4 separate regions of the Sus scrofa genome follow, and regions 1, 2 and 4 are each linked to region 3. The links are chromatin contacts, called in public Hi-C and HiChIP or PLAC-seq maps. All regions are on one chromosome and are shown on one strand. Each heading gives the region's core, a stretch centred on a gene start, on an enhancer-like site or on the middle of the called end of the contact. The rest is flanking DNA. Distances are from core to core; before and after follow the strand shown.

What was found. Hi-C and Micro-C count contacts between places; a contact is called where the count stands out from the background. HiChIP or PLAC-seq counts read pairs in DNA pulled down with a chosen protein or histone mark.
Region 1: a Hi-C map of skeletal muscle shows a contact between it and region 3, with 3 times the contacts expected there. The contact joins two enhancer-like sites. A contact is called at or near these places in 1 of 47 Hi-C or Micro-C datasets (skeletal muscle) and 2 of 2 datasets of contacts at active chromatin or transcription factors (alveolar macrophages and skeletal muscle).
Region 2: an H3K27ac HiChIP or PLAC-seq map of skeletal muscle shows a contact between it and region 3. The contact joins two enhancer-like sites. A contact is called at or near these places in 1 of 47 Hi-C or Micro-C datasets (skeletal muscle) and 2 of 2 datasets of contacts at active chromatin or transcription factors (alveolar macrophages and skeletal muscle).
Region 4: an H3K27ac HiChIP or PLAC-seq map of skeletal muscle shows a contact between it and region 3, with 4 times the contacts expected there. The contact joins two enhancer-like sites. A contact is called at or near these places in 3 of 47 Hi-C or Micro-C datasets (psoas muscle and skeletal muscle) and 2 of 2 datasets of contacts at active chromatin or transcription factors (alveolar macrophages and skeletal muscle).

What each region holds. Positions count from the first base shown.
Region 1 is chr13:125,847,990-125,851,578 of Sscrofa11.1, reverse strand. All of the region lies in intron 1 of LPP (lipoma-preferred partner), which reads right to left. Among named protein-coding and RNA genes, the nearest start is that of LPP, 67 kb to the right of the region's middle. Within about 2 kb of position 2,173, at least 11 of the 83 cell types and tissues checked have an H3K27ac peak or open chromatin away from gene starts, as enhancers often do. A contact at or near this core is called in skeletal muscle, where this site is marked.
Region 2 is chr13:126,003,732-126,007,075 of Sscrofa11.1, reverse strand. The region is part of intron 2 of LPP (lipoma-preferred partner); the gene reads right to left. Among named protein-coding and RNA genes, the nearest start is that of LPP, 220 kb to the right of the region's middle. Within about 2 kb of position 1,540, at least 3 of the 83 cell types and tissues checked have an H3K27ac peak or open chromatin away from gene starts, as enhancers often do. A contact at or near this core is called in skeletal muscle, where this site is marked.
Region 3 is chr13:125,554,111-125,557,341 of Sscrofa11.1, reverse strand. LOC106508361 (a long non-coding RNA gene) reads right to left here. Exons shown (of 2, transcript XR_001304512.2): 1 at 2,889-3,231; 2 at 2,407-2,610. It overlaps LOC110256388 (a long non-coding RNA gene), which reads left to right. Exons shown (of 2, transcript XR_002337801.1): 2 at 1-1,144. Among named protein-coding and RNA genes, the nearest start is that of BCL6, 170 kb to the right of the region's middle. Within about 2 kb of position 1,486, at least 3 of the 83 cell types and tissues checked have an H3K27ac peak or open chromatin away from gene starts, as enhancers often do. A contact at or near this core is called in skeletal muscle, where this site is marked.
Region 4 is chr13:125,961,040-125,964,624 of Sscrofa11.1, reverse strand. The region is part of intron 2 of LPP (lipoma-preferred partner); the gene reads right to left. Among named protein-coding and RNA genes, the nearest start is that of LPP, 180 kb to the right of the region's middle. Within about 2 kb of position 1,299, at least 8 of the 83 cell types and tissues checked have an H3K27ac peak or open chromatin away from gene starts, as enhancers often do. A contact at or near this core is called in skeletal muscle, where this site is marked.

The DNA.
Region 1 (3,589 bases), core at 924-3,423, 290 kb before region 3:
AATACCAGAGCATAAGTACCTTCTAATTGGTGAACGGAGCATGGAGAACAGGACAGCAGTGGTAGGATCAAAAGACTTTACAAAACTCCTTGGATTCTCCACTAATTAACTATGGAATCCTGAGCAAGTCACTTCCTTTTAGCAAAAGCACAGTTCCCTCATCATAAAATGGAATAATAACTTACATAGATAGGCTCTTGTGGGCATGAACATTAAATTTGTAAGATCAAATATAAAGATATGTGTTTCTACACTCGGGATGATATGTTTAGAATAGGTGCTTCCCCTGAAAACCACCATGCTTATAGGACTAGTGTAAAAACTGCCCAATCCTCCTGGTGAGGTGTCTAAATCTGGAGTTGTCAACAATTTTTTCCCCAGTTGAAAATTGAGCTGTATTCCCCAGGCAAGTCATTACATCTTTTTGTGCCAAATTGTTTTCATCTTTTAAATGACCCAGTAATCCCACTTTGGGCAATATACATAAGGGAATAATCCAAAAGGAAAAAAAGAAAGCAATTTGTTCAGAGATGTTATTCATAGTGCTATTTCTAGCTCTTTATATATCCCTCTATTATAGCACTTATCTCACTGTGCTGTAATTATCCACTCCCCTTCCATACGCCTCCAAATTATCTTTGAATCCATCCCCAGCACCTAGCACAATGCCTGGCATACAGTAAGAATTCAATAAATGTTTGTTGACTAAATGAATGGGTAATAGGAGAGAAATTTTAAAAGAAATTCGCATGAGCAAAAACAAAACATTGTTTTTAAGAGATGATGTTAAAGACCTTAAAAAAAAAATCCAGTAACTATACACTATAAACTGTTTGGAAAGAAGTATGTGATGAAGCCAAAGGAGTGAATTTCAGATGACTTTGTTTATGATCTCTGAGCATCTCTAGGCTTAGGCTGAGTACAGGATAAGATCGCCATGAGACACCCAGGGGCATAAGGTTACAAGCTCGGTCACTTTGACCTGGTGGCCAGAGCACAAGGCTCAGTCAGGGGTCTTGGATTCCCAATCTGACTCGGCCACCTCCTTACACTGACTAAGTGGCCTAACTTCTCTGAGACCAGTTTCTGCACTGAAAATTGGAGTGTTTACAGGAAAGCCCAGCCCATTAAGAGGAATTACAGGGAGCGTGGAAGGACCAGCAAGTGTGAATTCAAATGTAAATAAGGGAGCAGGTGGGTATTCTTGGGCCAGGGTCCCCAGGCCAAGGTGAGGTTTTGAAGCCCAGCTTTTCCAGGCACCCCCGCCCAGAGCCTTCCAGACCCATAAGATATAAGGTAGCTGAAGGCTTCTCACCATGGAGTTTACAAGAGGCAGGAGTCTCTGCAAAAACAGAGGACACATCAAGGAAAAACACTAAGTTAAATATGGCCCATAAAGTCAACATCACTCTGAATGTTCCGTATTCTTGGTGGGAAAGAATGCTTTATACAAATACCCAGAGAGAGCAAAGGAAGCAGCGTGTTCTTCAGGGCTTATTTTCGGGTGTTCCAACAGCTCCCAGCCAGGAAGTCAGAGTCAGGAAGCCACTCCATTCCTTGGCCAGAAGCTTAAGATTAGAAACCAAAGCAGGGAGGACTTAGACTCCTTAGTCTGGACCAGCTGCAAGTCTGTACACTCCCCACTGCACATGTTTTCACCTCCATCAGGGTCTCTCAGATTCCTGCTCACTTGAGCTTGACATTTCTCTGTAGGGAACTGCACTTGACATCCTGTAGACCATCCCAACAAAACACGTTATGAACTCATCCTCTTTTCTCTGGCTCCACTTTGACTGCCCTAATAACTGTTACCTCCACCTCTCACCTGGACTATTTCAAGAGTCACCTCACCTTGCTTCTACTCTTGCCTCCTCCTTGCCATCCATCTCCCCCACAGTAGCCCCAGTGATGCTGGTAAACACAACTCAGATGCTTCCCATCACACCCCCACTCAGGTCCAAGCCCCTTCTTGAGCCCACTGACACCTACCAGCTCTCGCCTCGCCCTCATCTCATGTTCTCCTCCTGCAGCCCCCTATTCCTAGCACACTGGGCTCCTCTGTTTCTAAGACACAAACTCATTACCACCCCACAGCCCTGGCACTGACCATGTCCTCTGCCTACAATGTTCTCCCCACTGCCTGCCACAGGGCTGGCTCCTTGTCATTTAGAGCTCAGCTTACACATCACTTCCCAGGGCCCTTCCTCCATTCCCTCACAGGCAGAGCACCTCTGGGAACACTCCTCAGTGTTACTTATCATTCTCTGCTGTTTACATGCTCATTTATTATCTGCCTCCTCCACACTTCCCTACTAGAATGTAAGTTCCAAGGGATCATTTTTTCGTGTCTTTTTCTCACTCTAAACCCGGTACTGGATCAGTGCCCAGAAGAGTATGAGGCACATAAGTGGGAATCCAATAAAGCTTTAATAAAATTAGATGAATGCATGCCACAGAAGACAGAAACCTTAAAGGTTGCTTAAAGGCAAGAAGCCCAGCACTAATATCCTGGGCTTCAGAGTCAGATGCTGATCACTAATGCTTTGCTCTCAGGAACTGGAGGAGTTTAGATAAAATTTTCCACTTCTCTAGACCTAACTTTTCTCAGGTAAAAAGGGGACAATATGGAGTTCCCGTCGTGACTCAGTGGTTAACAAACCTGACTAGCATCCATGAGGACTCAGGTTCGATCCCTGGCCTCGCTCAGTGGGTTAAGGATCTGACATTGTTGTGAGCTGTGGTGTAAGGTCGCAGACACAGCTCAGATCCCGAGTTACTGTGGCTCTGGAGTAGGCTGGCAGCTAAAGCTCCGATTCAACCCATAGCCTGGGGACTTCCATATGCCTCGGGTGTGGCCCTAAAAGACAAAAAGACAAAAAAAAAGGCTGGGGGGGGGGACAACAACATCTGCCTTGTGGGAGTGCCAGGAGAATTGAAGGCAATAAACCAAGTAGAATGCTTAGAGTCCAACTCCGCAATGATCAAACGTTCACAGTCATCAACTACGGCCCCATCTTCCAGGTAGGAAAAATGACACTCAGAAAGGGGCACACATCATCACCCAAGTCAGACTCAGAGTTAGCAGCAGAGCCAGCTTAGAAAATCTCATCTTTAGGCCCTGTCCTCTGCTCCAGGCTGGCTATTCCTTAGACATAACAGTAATGAAATGTCACAGCAATGTGTGAGAAGGTGTCACCATCCAGGCGAGATTCACCCTGGTTTTTCACACTCTCACTAGCTGAATTCCTTGAAGTCACACTCCCTGGGTTCAAATCCTAGCTCCACTACTGACTGTGTGATGTTGGGGAACTTTTATTAACCCCTCAAAGCCTCAGATTCTTCCGCTGTAAAATGAAGGTAAATAAATAGTACCCAGGAGTTCCCTTGTGGCTTAGCAGAGTAAGGATCCAGTGTCATTGCTGCAGCTCAGCGTGCTGCTGTGGTGTTGGTTCAGTCCCTGGCCTAGGAACTTCCACATGCCACAGGTACAGTAAGAAGAAAAAAAGTTAGTACCCAAATGGATTAACAAAATATGGTGTATATATACAATGTATTATTAGTCAGCCATCAAAAGGAAGGAAGTTCTGAC
Region 2 (3,344 bases), core at 291-2,790, 450 kb before region 3:
AAACAACTGCAAAAGGCCATATGACAACCAAGACCCTTCCTCACCAGAGGGAATACATAAGACTACAGGTAAAGTGACATTTAATACTAAAAAAAGTTACCAAGCCTTGCTAAAGATGGCATGTAAATGACAAGTCACTGTCATCCACAAAAATAGAATGAACTAGTGTTTGCTCAAGTTTTGCTTCTTTTCTAAAATCCACAGTGTACTCTTCTTTAAATATTTACTTAGATTACCAAAATTTAAAAACAACCAACCACCCATTGCATGGTATTATCTAACACCAAGTACTATAAGCTTAAGGAAGTGGTTTTCAAACTGTCTGCACACTAGATTCACCTGGGAATCTTTATGTATGTATTCTGATTCAAGTGTTGCTAATGATTGACTCAGAGTGTTTATATTAATCTTTAAATCATGTTGCATTAGTCCCTAAATCTCCCTTGGCAATTAACCCAAGACCTGGCTCTTGGTCAATGTTTGCTGAATAAATGAATGATACTGAGGGACATGGCAGGTATTAACATCACCATTTTATTGATGGAAGATTTGAGAAGCTGAGATACTTTGCGACTTAAACATCAGATGTAGTTGATAGCCAACTAAACTTTAGGATTGTCCACTTAAACAACTGAGATTTAAATAACATTCTCCTATATTTTAGAGATGTTTCACTATCTTCTCTCTTTATATAAAAATCAGTGCCTTCCTAAAATTTCAAAACTGCTTCCTTAAGGGGGTATTAAAATGCTACACTGAGCTTCCCCTTATAGGTTACAGCTAATTATCCTTTTCTCCAACTTGGAACTCAGCTCAAAGATACCTGATCTTCTAAATTCAGACCTAGCTCCCAGTCTTAGCTATACCATGAGCTCACAGTACAACCTTTGCTCTCTCTGGGATCACAGTGTCCTCCTCTGAAAAAGATGTCATTAGGTTACTAGATAAACGCTAACAACAACTCTACTCAAAACTCATGAGTCTATGGAAGCTCCTGATTATATATATATAGCTAGAAACAAGTAAAAGTCAGCCAAATCATCTATAATTCTCCTCTTAGATCACCAGTGAGGAAGTACAGTCCTCTTTTTTTCCCCCTTCTTTTTTTGTCACTCATTGCCCTGACTCTTCAATCCTCCCTCTTGTGGGAGGGAACCTTAGATTGATCTCAGAGATTACCAAGGTATCAATCAAGATTTATTATGCACAAGTAAATAAGTACTTTAGGCAAACCTTTTCCAAGTGGTGTAGGTAAGTCCCTACCAGTGTAATTACGAAGCAAATATGCTGTGGCATGTGATGGAAGCGTGGGAAGACAACGTTCAAGAATAAGGCAGGCTGAAAATTGCACACAATTGTTAGTTGAACAGCAAATGTAATCACTCTTCCTCTGAAGCATCAGGTCAGATGAGAGCCGGAAGGGCAAACAGGATCTGCCATGGACTGAAAATGTCAATGCATTCACTCCACTTCTCTTTACAGGCAGCTTTGGCCCTGCACTGGCTAAGTGCCCCACTCTCTGCATGGACAGCTGGCATTACTCGGAAGGGGTGATGAGAGAACAACTCCACAGAAATGCCAAACCTTTATATAGACTATCTGAGAGACAGTTGGAAATACTGGAAAAAAAAAAAACACTAGACTGAAATGCAAAGGACTTGGGCATAATTTTCAGCTCAGCCACTCACCGGCTCTACCACTTTCGTCTTTTGAACTCTTGTGTCTTGAACCTCAGCATATCTCCCAGCGCATCTCCCTATCTGTAAACTGAAGATTAGATGCTGGCTACCATTCCTCCCAACTCTCATGTCCCGTGATTCCTCCTAAAAGTCCGCCAGCTGAGTAAGATGAAGTTCTTACAAAAACTGTCTTCACTCCTATGAGTCCCATTGACCAGGAATTGTAGAGTGAAGGGAGGTAGGCTAGGAATCAACACATTAAGGCCAACCTGCCTTGCACAGAGTAAGCGTGAATGCAAATCAATGCTAAAGGTGCCATCCCCATGCTGGCAACACAGGTGGTGGCAAGAAAAACCCAACTACATCTGCAGATCCCAGTAAACCAAGAAGAAAAAGAGAAGCATCAATCTATTCAAGTAAGTAATTGTCTCCCATAAAGAAGTGAGGCTGAATAGAGACATACTCCACATTGCACTGTCACTTCAGATTCAGAATGTCATTTGCAAATGAAACAATCAGCCCTGACAGGAAAACAATAGCACTGGAAGACCAGGCTGCAAGAGAAGGTAAAGGAGAGAATGGAAACAAACCAATTACTAACTCACTGGTTTTTATTTGCTACAAACGGGTGACAACAGCCAGGACAGGCCATTTGATGTCCAAGAAGTTATATGGAGTCTCAGGTGGCGAAATCTTAGGGAACAATTTGTTCTTTTTAACTTGAATATACAACAACCAAGATTTAGACAAGTTCAAGTGGCTTATGCAAGGTAATATAGCAGCTAGTACATACTGGAAATTGGATTCAAACCCAGTTATTCTGCTTCCAGAAAGTGTTTGCAGTGGAAAAGTTTCATTAAAGAATCAAGAAACTCTGTCGATTGTTGGATGATACTAGGAAGAGTAGGTAAACGGCAGAGAAAAGGACATAGACATTAAGAATTTCTCTTCCAAAAGAGTCAGTACCCACACCGCTGGAAGTGAGCATGGAAGTCAGGAGACCCCCGACCTCCCACTCTGGGTCACATTTAATGACAGTGGTTCTATTTGGCTAAGTGACCAAGAAAATATATACCCTCTCTGGACCTCAAATCCTCCAGCTCTAAAATAATAAGCATTAACAAGATGATCTCCAAAACCCTGCTTTCAACAACATGCTATGTTACAGACTGGTATAGCTGGTCTGTGGAATGTGCTGTGTTTATTTAAAAAAAAAAAAAAAAAAAAAAAAAAAGTTCTCCTAAGTAAGTTTCTTCTATGGCTCTGATTCTAACAGATTTTTTCTGTACAAGACCAAGAAAAGGGGTAATAACAGCGTGAGCCCATTGAGCTCAGTAAATCTATTTCTAAAGGTGGAAATCTGGATTTACAAAGATGAGATTCTGAATCTCTGATTCATAGGGGCTTAAAATCCTGGTTTATATGTTGCCCCTCCATCAGGATGAAAAAGTGACTATGGGAAAAAGCATCAATATCAACTTCTCTAGTTTGGCCTCCCTTTGATGGTATCTGGCTGGAATCCTCTCATTCTAAAACCACTGTGAAGTGAGTAAGTCCACAAGTTAATTGCTGCTCATTGTCTGCATTCCCCAACAGCTTGCTCAAACTTGTATTAAAATACATGAATACCATGTTTCAGTTATCTGTTTACAAGTCCATTGTACC
Region 3 (3,231 bases), core at 237-2,736:
CTCTGGCCCACACCTTCAATATTCAGATGGGGGGAAACGCAGCCTACAGAGGAATATGGCACATCCAAAATCAGGTACTGAGTCAGGATCAAGGCTGGGACTTCACCCACTTGTCATTGTCATCTGCACAGACATACTCACTTCTGCTGGCTTTTTAGCCACCAGCAATATTATGAGATCGTAACTACTCTAAAAGCCTCAACGTCACTGTGAGGCAATGTAACATTTTCCACCAGCATGGACAGGGACAGAAGAACCATGGATGGAGGGAGGCCAGTATGCTCCCATCTCAGCTGTCATTTTGCATTTGATCCCTTCTGTGCCAGCAACTGGATTTATTGCTGGTTAGAACAGTGACTCACGGTCCTTTGACGCCAACCAACTAATTTATCCTGCTATGCTTAGTAGGTACAAATGTTTAGCATGTGGTCAAAAATAGAGATCCCTCACCCTCCACCCCGTCATCCCGGCCCTTAACTCTTGCTTGAGCTAAGGACTTTCTCAAACCCACGTCAAACTTTTGCCTCAAATGTAATTGGCTTTATTTTAGGTATCACTGACTTGTAACCCAGTCATGAAGGCTAGCAAAATATAAAAGGCAAGACTCTCACCTAGGAGTTCCCTGCCCCAAGTCTATCCTCACTTCTTTTTTAAAACTGATTTGTCACCTTTGGCAACTCATTTCTTCTCTCTGAGCCACATTATCCCCAAATGAGAGGGTTAAATTGGGTGAGTTTTGGTGGATTGTCTATTTTAAGGAGGTTCTTATAAGATTATGCTTTTATCAGAGGCATCTTGCTACATCTCAGGTTTTCTCTATCATCCTGATATGCTTTGGGGATGAGGCTCTGTTCTCAATGGAGTTCTGCTCTATTTCTAAAATGATGAGGAGCTCCTTGAAAGCTAAGAACGATGTCAGTTTAACCTGGGTGAAATTAACTTCAGGATTAGCAATGGGGGCACAACAAACTTCAGAACTTGACATGATTTAAGTTTTCTCTCTTGCATTACAGTATTTCTTTTGAAACCTACTTCCCAGGCCAAATGGACAGGGCACCCACTGTAAGCATCTAAGAAGTGAAAATGAATTCAGAGGAAAACCCTACAGGGCTAAAAATAAATGAGGTGTTTTATTTTAAAAGTCACAGATAGCTTTGACTCTGGAGAGCTGGCTGTGTATTGATTTTTCTAACATGACTGTGAGAACTTGGGTCTGAAACTTGAGTCTCTCCATCTACTTATTCAGCTAGTATTTCTTAAGTGCCTGTGTAGTGCCAGGCAGTTTGCTATGGCTGTGGGAAAACAGCCATAATATTAATACTACCCTGATCCTAAAAAACTTAAACTCTTCCAGAGATGATTTGGCAGGTGCCCAGATCATTAGGTTTTTGTTTGTTTTGCTTTTCAGGGCCGTACCTGTGGCATATGAAGTTCCCAGACTAGGGGTCGAATTGGAGCTACAGCTGCCAGCCTACAGCACAACCACAGCAACTCGGGATCCGAGACTTGTCTGTGACCTACATCACAGCTCACGGCAATGCCGGTTCCTTTAACCCATTGAGCGAGGCCAGAGATCACACCTTCATCCTCATGGATACTAGTGGGGTTGGTAACCTGCTGAGCCACGACGAAACTCCCGGGATCACTGTAGTTTAAGGCAGTGGCTTCAACACCAGGAGAAATCTTGGGGCTTCAGAGGAGGGTAACATTCTGTTTCCCTGACGGTGCTTCCCAGAGAGAGTGGCATCCTCAGTCTTGATGGGGATCAGCAAGATTTTAATTCAGTGTCAATAAGCCAGAGATGGGGGAGCTTGCCTCTTTGTGATTCTTTTTTTTTTTTCCTTTCATCTATAGAATGTGATAATAATAGTATCAGCCTCATAGACTTGTGAGTAATATGTGATTTCATATGTATTAAAGCTCTTAGAAAAGTTCCTGGAACATTGTAAGTGCTCAAAAACATTAATCATTATTTTTATTCTTAGCATCAGAGTAAAATTACCCTCAAAGTTTCTTACAGTCTCAAGAGCGAGATCCATGGAGGGAAGCCCCGTACCCATTGACTTTCTTCTAGGTTACAGTAAAGCCCCTCTGGTCTTCGCAGGTGTCTAGGGTGCAACTCACAACTGTACTGTCACTTTCTCCATCTCCCCCAACTTGTCTTTCTCTGTCTTTCAACCTCTAACACACACACACACACACACACACACACACACACACACGCACACATGCATGCACACACAAAAAGTGCTTCTCTCTGTAGGAGCTGGACTGTTTATCAAAAGCTCCAGGTGTAGGAGTGTTTCAAGTGATTTTTGGAAACTGATATAATTTCAGAGATAATAGGCATCAAGACTGTGGGTGTGAAATACAAACAATAGGTGAGTTCATATCGACATCTTTACATTGAGGAGAGGTGGGTTTTCCTTTTGATTGCTTTTTTTTTTTTTTTTTTCTTTTCCAAAAGCATCGTCATTTATTTGGTTTGACAACAATCTTTCCTCTGGAAATTAGACATCAAGACATACAACACAGGGGTGTAGCTGATTAATTGTAAGAAGGACTCAATCTCTTTTGAGCATGGCTTGGTCCTCCTTCAGGCATGGCAGCCTACAAAAATGAATTTGATATGAGTCATTTATTTTACATAAACCAAAGAGGTTACCCCTAAGATGAACTGTCTGGCTTACTGTTCCCCACCCCCACCGAGTCCCACACACCATCGCAGGAAGGCATTAGCAGTTTCAAAACTTGAACTTTCTCTCAAACATTTCTTTACTTGAACCAAGCAGAATTTCTACATTAAAAAAATAATTGTCACTGTGCCAGTTGTATTGAATGATTATGGACATGTTGTCCTTTCAGTTGAGATAATATTTCTCACTTACCATCTCTGTGGCAAATAGTGGAGAGAGGTTTGTGCTCCTGGATCCAGCTGTGGGTTTTTCTTTTTTTTTTTTTCTTCTCTCTGGTCACACTGAAAATGGACAAGTGATTGTGAGAGGCCGACCAAGATTTCTTGGTACCCCAGGATTAGGGTTGTTGCAGCTCATTTGTTCACCCCACACCTCTTCTGTTTTACAGATGGAAAGACTGAGGGCCAAAGAGAGAAAGTGACTTGCTGAAGGTCACGGAGGGGTTAGAATCTAGGTTTTCTGAATCGCAGTCCTGGCTTCTAATAATAGAACAAAAGATTAAAACACTAGCCTATAACCACAGTGCTCTTATAAA
Region 4 (3,585 bases), core at 50-2,549, 410 kb before region 3:
ACATCTTGAAGCAGATGTGCATTTGAATCCAGACTTTGCTATTTTATTTGCTGTATGACATTAGACAAATTACACAAACTCTCTGAGCTCAGGGTCCACATAAGAAAGGTGGGAAAAAATAATTTTCTACTTTATGAGATTAATGAAATGAAGTATTAAAATGGATAGCACTTAGCAGATTTTGGATTAAAACAACACCTGAGTGAGTGAATGTGTGTGAGTGAGTGAATGAATAAAATAAGTAGAATAAGAATTTCAATATTAAGACATCACTCAACAACTTGAAATGTAATAAATGTCCAGAGTCATGCTCATAAATGAGTCTGACACTCAGAGCAAAACAATAGGTGAATTGTGGGAGAAATCCAACAGCAAAGGAAATGTATGTTACCCAAATGTCATCACAGACTTCCCACACTGAAAAATATCTTTTGCTTAATCTAGAACCTATATATGATCTTCAGAAGGTTTACAGACCTCCTGAAATTATAGACAACATTCTATGCAGACATGTATTTTCTATTTCATAGATTCATCTGCATTTCCAAATATTCCATAATCCTTTCCCCTACCGCTAAACACACACACAGAGAGACAAATTAATAACTACTGCCTTAGGCAAGTCCCTTGACAGAAAGGGATCTTCCAACTCAGAGAGAAAGAAGTTTATTTAATAAAACAAGGCTAAAAGACACAAGCATGCAGCTTAGAAAGAGACAGTGGAAGTTTTCATGATGAGCACTCCAAACCAGACAAAGAATTTCAGATTCAGCTTGGCTGCAAACTTGCTATGGGACCTTAGAAAAATCAGAGACTCATGAAAATCAGAGTTGGGGAAACTCAGACATCATCTATTTCACTCGCTTCCGCCTCCTCCCCCTCCCATATTACAGATGGAGAAACTGAGGTTCAGAGGAAAGTCATGCTTTCACCAAAGTCACAGCAAATTAAGTAGAGCCAGGATTGAACCACAGACTCAGTAATATAATTGCCACACTCTACATGCCAGGATTATGAGGTATAAGATAAGTGTTAAGACCCAGTGGCCTCAAAGTTATCTTCTAACTATTAGATAATTACTACTCTCTTCTCTGGAAATCTCATGAAAACATTAGTTTGATTTTGGCAAAGATCATCCCAGCTGATTGTCAGTCCCAGCCCAGTCCCACGAGAACAAGGCAGAGAGAAGGTCTGAAAGAATGAAAGATGCTGCTGTTAATCTTGGGTAGCACAGTGACTGTGAACTGCAGGCCTTGAACTAGATTTCACCATGTTGGCTATTACTCTCCTGTCCCCTGTGTATTAATCCTGCATCTGTCTTCTCTTTATTAATGTTCCCAACTATGCGTAGTACATAGCCAGCTAGGAACTCATACTCAGCTTCCTATAATTCACTGGATCAGAAAAGGGCAGGAAGACACAGTGGTGAGGTCAGGGGCAAGTAATCTCTTACAGGAAGAACTACAGGGAAATCCACAGCCTCCTAATAAACACAGAGAAGACAAGCAGCCAGAATCCTCTATACCATGCCTCATGGAAAAAACAGAGAGGCTTGGCATCCATTTATGTTTCAAGGGCAGCTCACATCCCTGTGTTGACAATGGGATTGGTTTTGCCTGAAAATGGCGTCCCTTTAAAATCAGGAAGAGAAAGCACACTTCACATAGAGATTTCTCTCCTAAAACAGAGATATAACTATGGAGTCAGAAGAAAGAATTCTAGCCCAGATCTTCTAGCCCACTAATACATTAGACAAATCAGATTCTCTCCTTGACCCAAAATCTCCATCTCTGTAATGAAAGAATTTGGCTAGAGTGGTTCTTAAAGTCCCCTCTGCCTTTAACATTCTGATCTCTCCTTAAGGTCACTGACTGCAACCCTGGAAAAGTCAAACAACAAACAGAAGAGGAACCTCTCTATGCTACCAGAGTCTGTGAAACTGAGACCCAGATTATAGAGCAGAGAAACACGGAAGAACAGATGTTTTTTCTTTTCTACCAGAAACTGAATGGGAACCAAAAAAATGCATAAATGGCCAATCATACTGTATGTATAGTTCAAATCACTACCTGCCCTTCTGGTATGTACAAAAGTCAAATGCTGAAAAGAACAACTATTTTCACATACTGCATTCTCCTATGACATTGGAAAAGCGGCAGTAGGAGAAAGGATTGGCCAAGGGAAAAACATTGTAAAAAATAGGACATTTGACTAGAAGAAATGCCATACTGACCAGTCCAACTTTATCTGTTGTTAGATACTGAAAAGGACCCCAGAGAAGGGAAAGTGACTTGTCCAAGGCCCAGAGCTAGCAGTAGAATTAGATTCTCATGAATTTGGGTTCATAGAACATAACCCATAATGCATTGCTTCACTCCTGCAAACAATGAGATTCTATCCAGATGACTAAGAAAATAATTTTACTTATAACTACTGTCTCTACCTCCACCTCAAAAAAAAAAAAAAAAAAAATCACTGATTTATTTGTGTTAAGACAGATTAGGGCTGTTTCTATTAAATTATAATAAACAATGCACTCTAGCAATATAGACAAGTCCATGAGAATTAATTGGGCATTATTCATCCCTGCTAATGAATCACCTTGTAGAAAATAAGGAAAATCAATGTTCTACCAGAGGCCAGAAACCTGTTCTTGCTCAAGTACAGATATTCCCTGTTAAAGAACATCGGGTATCAGCTCTAAATAGTAAACAGGGTATACAGTTTCAGATTCCATGAAGTACAGCTTTAAATAGACTTGGTTTGGAAATTGGACAGGGAACACACCACAGTCAGTGGATCAACGTTGAAAGCCGAGAAAAACAATGATTACACTCATTAAGTGGGTACCTGTTGACACGTCTACTGTCAAGTCTAATTATTTATTTAAACAGTTATTCTGTCTTCATTACTGCCACCGATACCAATTCTTACCACAAGATTATTTTAAATTTCTGTAGCATGTCTCCATAATATTTACTTCTCTACTTTCCAAAGGCTATTTGAGAAGTTTTATCCTATTTTCCACACCAAAACCTCTTCCAAAACAAAAAAAAGTAGATAGACAGACAGATAGATATGATAGATAGATAGATGACAGATGGATGATAGACAGAAAAATAAATATTAAATCCCTCTGTCTCAAGAGCAATTTTTCATGATCTTTCAAGACATGATTAAAATTTTCTTGGTAATTTCAAAATGGGTTTTAGTGAAGAAGGGGGGCATAGTTAACCACTTCTCAAAACTTATTTTATTAATATTTAACAATTGGCATTGGAGGAAACAATGTAATAACTACAGTTTCTTAATGAACAAATAGGTCTCTGCCTCATAGAGCTATCAAAATCTATGGTGTGTCTATAGTACACTTTTCTGATATGTTTACCCATGAAAATACATGAAATACATAGGAAAGGATTTTTTGCAGGGGCATTTTGTGGACTACAGATGGACAAAAAGACAGGTAGGAGCTATTCCTGTATTTTTGGCTACCATCTTTTTTAAATAAGATGGTATTTTTGTAGAAATGAGAATAAAATCAAACAACACAAGTGGCTGCATTGTTTGATTTACTCATAGAGG